Linked DNA regions of Mus musculus: region 1 is linked to region 2. A link is a contact called in public Hi-C data. All regions are on one chromosome and are shown on one strand. The core of a region is the stretch at or near the end of the contact, and the rest is flanking DNA. Distances in the headings are between cores, read along the strand shown. Region 1 overlaps Dgki (diacylglycerol kinase, iota). Region 2 overlaps Dgki (diacylglycerol kinase, iota).

Region 1 (6,880 bases), core at 2,091-4,590, 74 kb after region 2:
GAGACTGAACTACCAAAGAACCTATATGGTCTGGACCGAGGCCTCCCCACACATATATCACAGATGTGCAACTTGAGTCCGAAAAAACTGGAACAGGAGCTATCCCAAAAGCAGCTGCCTGCATGTGGGATATGTTCTTCTAGCTGGGCTGCCTTGTCTGACCTCAGTGGGAGAGAAGTGCCTAGCCCTGCATAGTCTTGAAGTGCCAGGGTGAGGGATACCCAGGGTGGACCCCACCTACTCAGAGAGGGGAGAGAGATGGGGGAAGGACTGTGGGAAGGGAGTGACTGGGGTGGAGGCAGTGAGCAGGATGTAAAGTGAATAAGTAAAATAATAATTATTATAATTAATTTTTTTAAAAAGACATATGAGTTTGGGCTAGATCCATGGCTCAGAGGTTGAGAGCACTGCTCTTCCAGAGGTACTGAGTTCAATTCCCAGCAACCACATGGTGGCTTAGAACCATATATAATGAGATCTGGTGCCCCCTCTGGCATGTAGGCAGAACACTGTGCACATACCAAATAAATCTTTAAAAGAATAACATGAAAAGGAGAGGAGGAGGAGGAAAAAGAGGAAAAGAAGGAGCCTGAACTTGATATGGTGGTCACATCTATAGGTAGGAGGATCAGGAGTTCAAAGCCAGTCTCAGTTACAGAGGAACAAAGTTCAAGGCTAGCCTGAGCTACATGAAACTCTGTCTCAAAAACAAAGAAAATGAAAGACAGAAAAAAAGGAGGGGCAGATAAGGAAAATGAAACAAGGAAAGAAACAAGTGTATTCCAATTATTGATTTTTAATGGTCTATTATTCTGCATCTGATTCAGGCATTTGCATAGTTAGGGGACAAAGACAAACATAGGATAGAATAACGTGGAAATATAAGACAAGAGAAGCTCGGATGGTGACTGGAAAGACAGTGGATACCCAGGTTCCACAGTCGAGCTCGCTTCATCCAGTTGGACAGGTAAGATAGGAGGCACCTCATACTCACCACGCAAGATACTGCAATACTCCCTTAGAAGTGGCTGTGAAAGCGAGTGGAAACTTTGTTTTGGCTTACTGGTTCAGAGTGAGTGGCCTAGAAAGCATGACAGCTAGAGTGTGAGGCAGGCCAGGCAGGCCAGAAGCAGACTGATCACACACCCGCCCAGAGGAATCAGAAAGAGCAGGAAGTGAGGCTAGACTATAAAACTCAAAGGTACACCAGCCACATACTTTGCTCAGCAAGGCTCTGTCTTCTTAAGGGTCCACAATCGTCTGAACACAGCACCACCAGCTGCGGACTAAGTATTCTAATACATGAGCCTAAGGGAGACATTTCAGACTCAAACCACAACCGTCCTTAAGAAAACCCTTTCTTGTCTGCATTTATTTCAATCTCCCCTAATCATAACCATGGGACATCATATAGAAATTAAATGTTATCTGGAAAATGACTCCCTGCTCAGAAGTAAAATAATTCCCCAGGATCTCCAACATTAAAGACGTAGCTCCTCCACCCTCTGCATCCCCCACCGCATCCCCCACCACATCCCCCACCGCATCTGGCAGTCATCTGGGCAAAGGGCTCCTTCATGGATCCACCCTTGTAGTCTTCCTAGCAGCTGAGGAAATTGCTCGTCCCCCCACCTTCCCAAGCGCAGATCTCTCCACTGGCAACAATCTTGCCTTTGTTTTCCACCTGGTCCTCCCTCCTCCATTCCAAACCCAGTCTAGAACTAACCCCCATGTAAATGACTGGAGTTGAGCTTTCTTGGAGGCATCTCATAATGTGCTTGTGGCTCTCTACTGCCCTCTTTCACATCCTGCCTTTTAGGAGAAGATCAGGTAGAGGAGAACTTAGCTCAACAGTTGGAAAGTTTCTAATTTAAGTGGTTGGGTAGGATGCAGGCCTCGATCTTTAGAAAATCTCCCTGTGGTGGGGGCAGGAGGAAGAAGGCAGTCAGCTACCAAAACCATTGCACAATTGGTGTTTCCCTGTCCAGCTGTGCAGTCACCCACCAAGATTTGGGAACATTTTCTTAATTAGAAGTCATCCACCAAAGAGGAAGTTTTGAAACCTAGACATTTGTATAATGAAGTATCTGAACCAAGAAACCCTGGACCAAAAATCGTACCAGTCTGATGGTGAAGTCTATCTTTGTTAACCTCGGCAAATCTAAGAGTATTGTTGCCTTTACATGTCACCAAAATAGCAGCTGGGTAGCTCTAACAGAGTCACTGTTGGAGTCTATATTTCCCTATGACCCTCACCAACAGAACGAGCAACTATAAGCATGCAGACCACAGCCCTGTTCTGTGCAAAGAAAGAACAAGGAGCCTGTACGAGCGACAAGGAGAAATGTGTGACTCAGATGTACTCTGTGCTGCCTGCAGAATAATGCTACATTATGATACACCCCAATTCATCACACCAGAGAGATGGCTCGTCTTTGGTCAGAGAGGGAAAGGAGTGAATTCTCTGTGGAAAACGGCCAAGGGGAACCTTCCATGCGGCATGGCATGGGAGCTCAGCCAGGAGAGAATTGTACAGAAAAGACAGGTGAAGAAAACAGGAGAACACAGCCAAGACTCAGAGCTGTGACAGAGAGTGTTCAATACTATTTAAATAAGTCTGTTGCTGTTGCTAAAATTTAAGGAGCCTGAAGGAAAGAGTGAGGCCGGATCACTGAGGGCAAATGAACAAAGTCCTAAAGGATCCTTTGGAGGATGGACGGACACGGACACACACACATACATACACACACACACACACACACACACACACACCCCTTCCACAGGAGACGCCTGTGGCTTTCTTGTCTCTGCAAAAGCATCTTATTGAGAACTTTAAAAGTTACAATAGAATACTCAATGATCCAGTTCTCTGGAAATCATGGAATGTTCTTACAACTGCCGTATTATAATTCTGGGATATCTTCAGACAATCTGAACATTTGTGAAAAGATTCATTATCAGAATAAAAGCTGCAAGCAAAGTCTTTAAGTGACATTAACATTTCCTAAGAAAAGCTTGCCGACTCTTCAAACTCAGGATCAATCCCCACAGGTATAACAAGCTGCTATCAGATTCCGTTGCTATAACAACCTGCCACTCACTTCTACTTTATACCAGTTATCGAAGGCAGCTGGATCCGGAATAGGTTTAACTCAACATAAAGCCAAAGATGCCAGTGGAGGAAAACCCAGCAGGGAGGTAATTAAAAATGAAATCACCACTCTCTTAATGATCTTTAAAAGCAAATAATCGCATCAAGTCCATGGCGCACGCAGTGTGTGTTGAAAAGCTGAAAGACACACCAGGAAGAAACACTGTATCACTGACCACAGACGGGAGTCTGGGCTCTCAGGGTTTAGCTCCACCCAAAATCCACCTCGCCTTTCCTCTCCTCCTTTCTCCCCTGCCCTCCCTACCACCACAAAGAATCCTCCTTAGAGCTACATCAAAAGACTAGGTAGGGGCCTCCTTGAACTCTCTTCCCTTGTAGTTGTACATCCTGCAGTACTGTAATCGATCTATTCTTCTGTCCCTTCCTCGAAGAAAATGCAGCCATTCACCCTGTCTTCCAGCCAAAACAATGCGCCATCATACTGTTTTTATCCAACCCCATCTGCCACTTACAAAATAAGAATTAGCACTCTTTTGCTTTCACTAATTTGATTCTTTTCTCCCAGATTCCTCGTACTTCTGCTAACACAAGATCATATTCTCCTTGGATACTCTGCCAGCCCTTCTTACTATGGAATGTCCAGGACTGTGTCTTTCTTACTCAGGACCACAAAATGGCCAACACGTAACTGTGACCAATAAGACTTCTATTGTAATGCATTTGCATGAAGAAATTTCTCTAAACAGAGGAAAGGATCGCTTCCTTTGGTTTGGTGAATGCGAGCCTTTGTGAGGAGGTTATAATTGATCATGAGCAAAAGGGGTTCTCACATGCTCTTTTTGGCAGCCAAGAAAGAAAAAGGTAAGTGAAGACTTTGGTTTGCTTTATGCTATTCTTCTTTTGCAACTTAGAATAAATTAAAAGTTGATAGTAAAATACATTTTTGGCATTTTGCCTGGGGCAGTGGTTCTCAACCTCCCTAATGCTGCAAACTTTTAATACAGTTTTTCATGTTGTAGTGACCCCCCCACCATAAAATTATTTCACTGCTACTTCATAAATCTGTAGTTTTGCTACTATTATGAATCATTATGTAAGCATCTGTGTTTTCTGATGGTCCCAAGAAATCCCTATAAAAGGATCATTTGCCCCGCAAACGGGTCATGACCCCCAAGTTGAGAACCATTGGTCTTGAGGGAACACTGCTCAAACAAATGAAGACTGAAATAGAATCAAAGAGCAGACAAGAATGTTTAAAGGGACAGCATTGCATATGATGCTATGGATTTTCTTTAGTAGATGTGTCTATTTGTTCACTGAACATCAAGCATGGTGCTCTTCAATAACAGCCACACTGTATGTGTACATGTATGTATATAAATTCATATGAAGATAATATGCTTTGAATATACTTGTGTGGCCAAACTAATGAACATAAACACTGATGAAAGGAAGACTAGTGTGTACAGGTATAGAACAGCGTATGGACAAGATCAAGGAAGTTCAGGCTTCCTTAACGGGAAGGTTTCCCACATAAATACCTCGCCAGATTCCATAAACACTAATCCAACTGATTTAATCTTCCTGTTAGCATCTGCCTTGGTTAGGGTTTCCATTGCTGTGAAGGGATGCCACGACCAAGGCAACTCTTATAAAGGTAAACACTTAATGGGTGCTAGATTATAATTTCAGAGGTTCGGTCTATTATCATCACAGTGGGAAGCACGGATTCATGCTAGGTGCTAGAGGAGCCAAGAGTACTACGTCTTGATCCAAAGGCAGCCAGGAGGAATGTCTCCTCCACCCTGGGTGGAGCTTAGGCATAGGACCTCAAAGTCTACCCTCACAGTGACACACTTCTTTCAAAGTCTACCCTCACAGTGACACACTTCTTTCAAGAACACCACACCTACTCCAACACCTCCTAATGGTGCCACTTCACATAGGTCAAAGATATTCAAACAACCACATTCCACTCCCTGGCCGCCATAGGCTTCTGCAAACACATGCATCTATGGGGGTCATATCTAGCCATAACATAATGCAAAATACATTTAGTCCAACTTCAAAAGTCTCCATATTCTATAATAGTCTCAACAATGTGAAAAAAGCCGATGTTCATGTAATATCTTCACTGTAATCACCTATTAAATCAAAACTAAAAAGCAGATCGCATACTTTCAACATCACAGGATACACATTACAATTCCAAAACATCATAGGGAGGAAATACTGGACCAAAGCAAGACCAAAAACCAGCTGAGCAAACTCCAAACTTCTTCTCCATGTCTGATGTCCAACTCCTTTCAGCTTTATTGACTGCAACACAATTCTTTCTCTTAGGCTGGGCCCACTCTGTTAGCACCTTTCCTCAGTAGATATTCTAACAGTAGGCATCTCTAACATCGTGGGGTCTCCAAGGTTACTTCAGTTTCACAACTTCTTGGTCCAATGTCTGGTATCCAAACATAATATTCTGAGCTTCCCCAAAGGGTTTGGATTACTTCTCTAGCTGTGTCCTCTGTAGCACTCTAGCCTCTAGTTGACACCACTCCACTACTGCTGCTGTTCTTAGTGGTCATCCCATAGTGCTGGCATCTCCATACTCTGGGGTCTTCCACTTCAACTAGGCTTCACTAATAGCCTCTCATAGGCTTTCTTCTTGGTGCTAGTAAGCCTCAATGTCTTTGCAATACTCCTTCAATCCTGAGCCATCAACTGTGACTGAGGTTGCACCTTCACCAAGGACCTTCTCTGGTCTCTCACAGTGCCAAGCTTCAGCTGCTCTTCATGACCCCTTCATGCCTTCAAAACCAATACTAATGGCCCCCAGAGTTCAATCCATCTTCAGCACCAATGTCTTCCATATTCCTACTAGGGTTACCCATTAAGCCCCACTTAAAGCATTGCATTGCTTTCCAAATCCACATTCGTCCAAACAAAAGCGTGGTCAGGCCTATCACAGCAATACCCCACTCCTGGTACCAACTTCTATTTTAGTTACAGTTTCCTTGATGTTAACAGACACTATGACCAAGGCAACTCTTATAAAAAGGCTTTGGTCTCATTGCCAAAACAAAAGGAATGGCCTCAGGTAACTTTCACCCCTCCATATTTAATGTGTCATAAAACATTATGCCAATGTTATGAGGACTTTACAGCACTAGGGGGCATTTATTTCTATGGAAGTGATTACAGAAGAAGCTAATAAGATGATACATTTAAAACATTTTTTCTCTTATATTTATTTACTTATTTGTGTGTGAAAGAGAGTGAGAGACAGGCAGACAGAGAGACAGAGAGAAAGAGACAGAGGCGCATGCATATTAGAGTCCAATTGTGGAGTTAAAGGACAACTTACAGGAGTCTGTTCTCTCTTAACTGCCATATACATTCTCAGGCTAAAACTCAAGTCATCAGGCTTGGCAGCAAGCATCTTTGCCCACTGAGACAACCCCACATTACTTTTAATGTATATTTATATATGCGCTAAATAAATTACTTTGGGTAATAGTTTACTACAAGTGGAAAATGAGGAAGGGCGAGGTATTCTCTAACTGCAATTTACATGCAACCTTATTGTTCCTTGTACCCAAGACATTCATAAAACACCTAAAGCAACATTTATTATTGAAACCATAACATGATCCAATTTGCAAGCAAACTTAGAACCCAAAACAAAAAAATTTGGAAAAAAAAAAAAAACAAAATAATTTCCAAACTAGTCTTGAAGGATTTTTGTGGACAAAGAATCACAAAAGTCCTAAG
Region 2 (7,338 bases), core at 2,255-4,754:
AAGACCACTTTCTACCCTCCTCCCACCTGTCTCTGCCACACTGGACCAACAGTGGGAGAAGCCAACTGATGAGAGTGTGAAATTCTCCTCTCCCACCCCTCCCACCCCCTCCCCTGCTGTTCTCAACCCTCTAGTTTTCATTATCATGAAACATTACTCTTTTTCCCCTTTTAAGGTTTTTGACACATCATCTCACATACTGTCCAGACTAAGTCTTAAGACTCAAGGAATCCTACGTCAGTCTCCTGAGTCTCTGATGCTACGGGTGGTCGCCACCTTGTCTGGCCTCTATGATGTCTTTCTTTCTTCACTATGGTTCAAACTGTTGTGACCCTCTCTGTTCTCAGACATTGCTACCCTCTCTAGTCTCACAGTACTACCCAGTCTCGGTATGTGCTGGCCACTCCCACACACATATCTACAGGCAAACCCATCTGGGGGCAAAGGGGAGACTTCAAACCTAATACTTCTGCAACTAAACTCACCATCTCTTGTTTTTTGTTTTTTGATTTGCTTTGTTTTTTAAATCCTAGTTGTTCAATTTTACCAATGAAGACTCAGAAGAGCAAGATGCTGGGGTGAAAACCTGCTGTCAGAAAGTACCCAGGTGACTTTTTTATACCACTGATGTCCCAGCAGGAAAAAAACCTCCCCCACTCCATCCTGTTTTAAATACCCTTCAACTCAAAACCCTCCTTTCCCTTTCCTGGGTTTTCTTATGTTCTTTCCCTGTCAACTGGTTGCTTGCTCTGCCTCTTTATCTATCTGGCCTTTATTTAATCCATTTACAAAAAGATTTTTGCATTAAAGCTGTGTGTGAGGGCAGTGGTGGCACTCAACTTTAATCCTAGCACTTGAGAGGCAGAGGCAGGTGGATTTCTGAGTTCAAGGCCAGTGTGGTCTACAGAGTGAGTTTCAGGACAGTCAGGGCTACACAGAGAAACCCTGCCTCGAAAAAAAACAAAAAACAAAACAAAACCCAAAAAAACAGAAAAGGAAAGGAAAGGGGAGAGGAGGGGAGGGGAGGGGAGAGAAGAGCAAAGCAAAGCTGTGTGCTAGGGCTGACCACACCACAACAACCTGTTTACAATAAACAGACAACTCTTGGATAAAAGGTTTGTGGTAGCTGAGCCATACCACAACCAGTCCACAATCTTAGGGTTCACAATGTGATCAAATATTCTGCATCTTCACATCAGATTCATTCCTCAAATAACCTTCTTACAACAATGAATCAGTTTTGCTCAATGGAAGCTTGATTTATAAGGATAACTCCCCACACACCCAAAATCCTTCACTAATTCTTGCCAACTTTACACCTGTAAACTCATCTTAGCAAGCATGTTTCTCTCAGCTCAGACACAATTATTTCTTAACCTCTATGGCAAGAGCTGCTCTAATTGTCTCTATGTCCCCAACAGCATCGACCCTCATGATGTTCCCTCCACACTGCAGGCAGCATAATATATTCTACTTAGATAGCGCAGTGCGAACCTGCAAATCCCTGATGACTTCCAGCCTGCGTCCAAGGAAGTGGAAGCCTGACTTCCACTGTCTAGCTCTAACTCTCCTCCCAAGTAATGCATCTTACTAAGCTCTCACCTAGGCTTATGTGCTGCTGCTGTTTCTGTCTAAATGGTTGTCTCCCTGTATCTCACATCGCACCCTTTGCCCTAGAAGAGTCCTAAAAGATTCAATCAGTGCCCACATCTCTCAGAAAGCCCATTATCTGGCTCTCTCTCTCTCTCTCTCTCTCTCTCTCTCTCTCTCTCTCTCTCTCTCTCCCTCCCTCCCTCCCTCCTTCTCTTCCTCCTCCTCCTCTTCCCCCTCTCCCTCTCTCCCTCCCTCCCCCCCTCCCTCCCTCCCTCCCTCCTTTTCCTCATCCTCCTTTTGTGGACTAGAGAGTACAACTCAGACCCTAGTTCTAAACTGTCTAGAATAATGGGGAACTCCCCCAACCCCACTTTTCCATTTCATGCGTTAAGACTCTGGCTCCCAAACCCACTCCACTGACAGAATAAAGTACAGTATACCGAAGAATCTTGGAGACTCTTTGTCCTTATTGACACATTAAGAAGAAACTGCTGTATAATGAGGGGAGACAGACCTCATTTGTCAATCCTAGGTGAATCCCTGGGAGATTCGGTGAACCTAGGAGAGTTCAAGGTGCTCTCTGAAACAACTCACAAAACTCACTTCTCTTGGCGATCTGGAGCCTCCTTCCCGAAATGTTGGTTTACATCTGAAATTAATCTGCCATTTGAAGAGAAAAGTATGTTAATGTTAGTGACGAGCAACAGGTTGAAGAGAGCTACCTGAGACCAGAAAGCAACCAATAGTGGTAGACATGAAGGCTATAAACCAAGCCCAGGAAGAATAAGGAATCCGTTCTAGCCTGCTCCTACTCTCCCGAAGCATCTCACTAGACGATCCACAGAGGTACAGTGCCATTTCACACCTCCAGTCGGCAGTCCTGCATTCTCATCCATGCAGTCTAACTTCAAACAAACAAACAAAAACGTTCTTAGCCCATGAATCTGGAAAAATGGAGACCAAAGTCACAGGTAAAGTACATGGCAGCTGAAGTCATCCGGGTAAGTTGGGTTTTTTTTTTTTTTTTTTTTGCTTTTTTTTTTAAAGTAGAAAATATAAACCTGAGAAGTCCTAACTGCTGTGATAACCATTCAAACACACGCACAGATATTCCCTGTAAAAGGACTCAGCACTGCCTTGCTCTGTGGATGAGAAGTGTCCTCGTGAGCTCTTTTGCTCCTGTATAAAGTGAAGTAGAGTGCAGACGAGAAAAATCTAGTCCAAGTGTTAGGCATGGCTGTGAGATATAGGTTGACAGCAGCTGGAGGTGCTGGCGAAGCTAAGCAAACATTGTACAAAGCTAAAATAGTCCCACCGTGATTGCCAAGGGCAGCGCACGAATATAGATCCCACTCAGTGTCTCGCCTGGACACGGAGGAGGAATTATAAATGAGAGCAGCAAGCAGCTCTCTCGCAGAGCTCTGCCCTTCCCCCCAGATGGTAAATGAATAGACAGTTCAGAATCCACTTCTGGAGACAAGACACCACCCTTGGGATGCCACTCCTGGCTTAGCCACACATTTCATGCTGCACCAGCAAAAACTGCTGCCCGTGAGGTCTGCAGCAGCATCTGGGAGCTGCTTTCGGCTGGCTTGGCTAACTCTCCCTTCGAGCTCCTTTAGGAATATGTGAACTCACCGAGAGAAACATATGGAAGCTACAATCTTAAAAGGCTTATTGTAAGTGTTGCCAAGCTTTCCCAAAGTTCAATGCAACATAATATCAAATTAAACCCAGGAAAACAAGACCATGGCTGACCTTTATATATTGTCTTTTCATTGTTATTCTGGTAAGTCATCCTGAACTCAACAATTTTTGGTTTTGTTTTTTAAAAAGTTAGACATTGACACCAGATCTTGGTAAGTGACCGAAGCCAACACACTCGCCAGCAGGTGGCGCTCGCTTACCTTCTCTAGTTGCTCAATGCAGGCTGTGTGGACCACGATTTTGCAGACGGCACACTTCCTCCTGAGAGCGGATTTCTACAACATTCAATTCAAAATACAGGAGAGAAGTGTTAGCAAGCTGTTCTGGAGACTTCCCTGGAATGAACGCGAGACTCCTTAAATTAAGCAAAATTGTAAGTGCTTCTGTTACTAAGCAAATTGAAAACCCCTAAACATGTCAAGGTAACTACCCACAGGCACACCAGTGGCCTAGACAGGCTTCTTCGCAATATAACAGCAATACCTGTTACAAAGAGGGCTTATAACATAAACCAAGGTCTTTAGTCTGTTACACCAGTTTTAAGTGCTACGCCTGAACAACGCAAGCACTGTCCTTACGTTTTCAAACTTTTTCACACATTCCAACTTCACTCTTGAGGGACAGAGTCAATATTCTTATGTACAAAACAAGCATTCCACCCATACTCTCGGAGGCTGCATCTCCATGACTGGTTGCTTTAAGCTTCTGTTCTAGGCACAAATCTCGTCGGTGCTATTTGGGTTTCTACCCAAATCTTCAGGAGCGAGATTACAAGTCGGGATTCACACCCAGGAAGCAACAATAACAAACCACTAGCAACAAGGACAGCGTGGGCCACTGGTTAGAATACAGGTCTTGCTCTATGCCCTGACAGGCACATCACAGATGGTCATTCACTTAACCTTTACAGCCTTGTGAAGTAGGGATAGCCCTTATCTATCCCTGCTTCACAGGTAAGAAAACCCACACGCAGCCAGTGACCGGTCCAAGATCGCCCCATTAGGGCACAGCACACCCAATGTGTCTGGCTCCTAAGTGCCATCAAATTTAGCCTTGATTTTGGGCACGCGTTTAAATTCACAGAGAAAAGCTTTCTGGGGTCTATGTTATCTCCAATGATTAAACACTCGAACATGGTGCACGTAGAGAGATGACCGTATGGGCTTCTGATGTCACTCCTGCCAGCATCGCCTAGGGATGTGCAGAGGCCTCTACAAGGACAGGCCTGAGCAAGAGCTGCCTGCCGGGATAATTCTGTTGGATGGTAGTAACTACCACAGCAGCAAATGCAGCATGTAGTGTGTGAGGATCTTAAACTTTCTAAAGACTGTAAACAGTTACTTTCTTCAACAGGCTCTTCTTCAAACCAGTGCTTGCCTCCCTTAGGTGATGAATTGGAACCACATAACAAATCATTTAATGGGTTAGCTGTTATTTTTCATGCTAAGACACAGCTGTTTTGAACCTAGCATCATACACATAAATATACATATATGCATACATATATATATTAATAAACTAAATATTACCAAATAAATATTAAATATTATAATAAATATTACACCAAACCTATTTTGAGCACAAAAACTCATAATAACAGAGATTATCAAAGAGCCCACATGGGAAAGGCTGGGAGTGCTTGTGCATTTGGAAGGTGTCAGTGTAGACTGCTGGCAACCTGTGACTGATGGCTGGCTTCCCTGAGGAAGGACAGTGGAGCCCAGTGGATCACACCTAACACTTCTGTAGAGACAGGGCCCTGGAGGGACAGACAGCCCTGGGGATGCTGGGGAAGGTAGAAGAAAAGAAACTGTCACTTTTTATTTCCTCTGTGGACCCATCATCCAAGTCTAGACATCAGTCTCTGTGGATAGCATTGATAACTAAGTCACCAGCTTCCAGCCGAGTGCACAGAACACCTCAGCAACAACACTGTGTGTCTGTGAGCTCTTAATGTGTGATCCCCCTCTTGGCATTGGTCTTCCTAACATGATGTAGAACAGTAAGTATGTTTGGCAACTAATTTTTCAGACAACGAAAGATAAGGAAAATCAGAACCTAAGGCTATCGCTCCAAGTGTCTTCCTCTACATCCAAAACCAGAAGGAGGGCTAGGGAGGAAGAGGAGGAAGGAGGGGAGGAGGGAGAATACACACAGCCATGTGGGGAAGAATGTGAAACCGAAGAATCACAGCGATAGCAGCAGTCCTGAAACAGCAGCAGCAATAATACAATTGGATTGCAAATGGTCATAACTAGAATGCTCATAAACAAATAGCCATTGCTCTCCTCTTTCCTATCAGTGTCCTGGTCAGATCTCTGCTTGAGCACCACCTACAGAAAGTGCATGTGACATTTGAGTCATGCCACTAATGGGACTTACCATGAAGCTAAGGAAACCAGAGTTGATAACTCTTCCAGCCCCACCACCTACCTGATCCCTAACAGATTAGGGCACACACATGTCGGGCAACGCTGCTCAAAATGGGCAAACATTTAGGATGGATTCCCAGCACCACAGTGCCTGGAAAGCATCCTCATCAATGAGCCCTATCTCCCTATGCTATTGTGCGTAGGGTCCTCTTATTTAGTCTATGGAGCACCGGGAATTCTAAAAAGGCACTGTATTACAGGAAATTATCAGGCTTCCGAGTCATTGAATTTGAACTCCTTCCTCATTATCTGCCTTGAACCCAAGAAACATTACAACTGTGCCTCCTCAGCTTTTAAGACAAGCCTGAAAAAAAATGCAGAAATACCGGGCTCGGTTGATGCTTCTTAAGTGAAAGCTAGCATCTCATGGGCAAAAGAATGAAATCTGAGTTTTATTTCTGGCTCTTGGTGGTGACTTGACTTTCTGGTCTGTTTGGGGGAAAGAACATTGAACATTCTGGTCTCCTCTGTTAAGAGTTACTCCAACTGGGCCTGTCAATCATGTGGCCATGAGTCCACCTCTCAGGAAAATGGATTCATCTGAAGACATGTTAAGAAGATGTGGGAGGAATGATTAACCCTTTATTGAGATAATAGACCTCTCAGAAGCCCCTCCTCCTGCTCAGCTGCTTACCACATGAGGCAAACTTAGTCTGGACTTTCCCGTGTTCTAAAACTATAATCTTTTCTTTACTTTCTGTCCAGAGGCAATGCCTTCCCTAATGCTCTAGATTTGCTTTTTTCTAAAGTCTCACATTCCTTCGGCCATGTAACTACTTGTTGACCTCCATTGCAAAACGGGCTGTTTTTCTTGGACCCAAAAGGTATGATTTCCTCTCTCCCTCTTCCCCGTCTCCCTCCTCAAGGCAGTTGTCAGGGTTTACAGCTTGCTTGTCCTGTCGTATATTCTCACAAATTCCAATAAAACCACCCTCTGGCTTTCTTCCAATTCCATTTCTAAATTCTTTTATTAATGAGACTAAGAGCCCATACAAAGAAACCCCTATTTCTCTAACAGTATGTAGCTGAGAGGAAGAAGAACGCTAGCTAGGCCCTGAAAGTTGTGTATATGCGCTGAAACCAGAATACACACCTCCTCCTCTCCTTGATTTTTAGGTGAGAACGTTGAGTCAAAAATCATTTCTAGAACAAGGGATCCTGGTTCCCAAGAGTGTAAGGACCACAGGGTTAATATATATCCTCAGCGTTCTGGTTGTGTAAATACACTAACATCATTCATCTCGATTAATTCAAGCATGAAAGTCTATGGATGGTAACATATGAAATATAGTGTGAAAGTCCTAAAGTGGATTTTATGTAAATAATACCGAATTTTAAAAGACCTTCTTAAAATATGCTTCTGGGTCTCCTGATTCAGAATACCCATACATATCATAACCTGGACTCCCATTCATGACCGTGCATAGTTTACCTCATCCCTCCAAACTACTGCTCAGGCCCAGCCTCCTCAGTGACAGCTTCTAAACAGCTTTCACTCTGGAAAGTCGGGTAATTGATGGTTGCAGCCCTGGTGCTTGCTCTTCATTATCATCTTAATGAGATTTAGAATAAGCCTGGGAGATGCACCTTTGGGTGTGTCTGTGAG

Evidence for each region. A called contact is a pair of places that touch in the nucleus more often than the background predicts.
Region 1: a contact with region 2 is called in a Hi-C map of the N1E-115 cell line, with 2.6 times the contacts expected there. The contact joins two enhancer-like sites. A contact is called at or near these places in 1 of 39 promoter capture datasets (hippocampal neurons), 2 of 15 datasets of contacts at CTCF or cohesin (both in the NIH/3T3 cell line), 7 of 484 Hi-C or Micro-C datasets (the N1E-115 cell line, bone marrow-derived macrophages, cerebral cortex and 4 more) and 1 of 115 datasets of contacts at active chromatin or transcription factors (embryonic stem cells).

Annotation. Positions count from the first base shown.
Region 1 is chr6:37,168,256-37,175,135 of GRCm38.p6, forward strand. All of the region lies in intron 1 of Dgki (diacylglycerol kinase, iota), which reads right to left. Among named protein-coding and RNA genes, the nearest start is that of Dgki, 130 kb to the right of the region's middle. Within about 2 kb of position 3,341, at least 14 of the 459 cell types and tissues checked have an H3K27ac peak or open chromatin away from gene starts, as enhancers often do. A contact at or near this core is called in the N1E-115 cell line, where this site is marked.
Region 2 is chr6:37,094,052-37,101,389 of GRCm38.p6, forward strand. It overlaps Dgki (diacylglycerol kinase, iota), which reads right to left. Exons shown (of 34, transcript NM_001081206.2): 4 at 3,501-3,575; 5 at 2,197-2,253. Among named protein-coding and RNA genes, the nearest start is that of Gm52857, 190 kb to the left of the region's middle. Within about 2 kb of position 3,505, at least 39 of the 459 cell types and tissues checked have an H3K27ac peak or open chromatin away from gene starts, as enhancers often do. A contact at or near this core is called in the N1E-115 cell line, where this site is marked.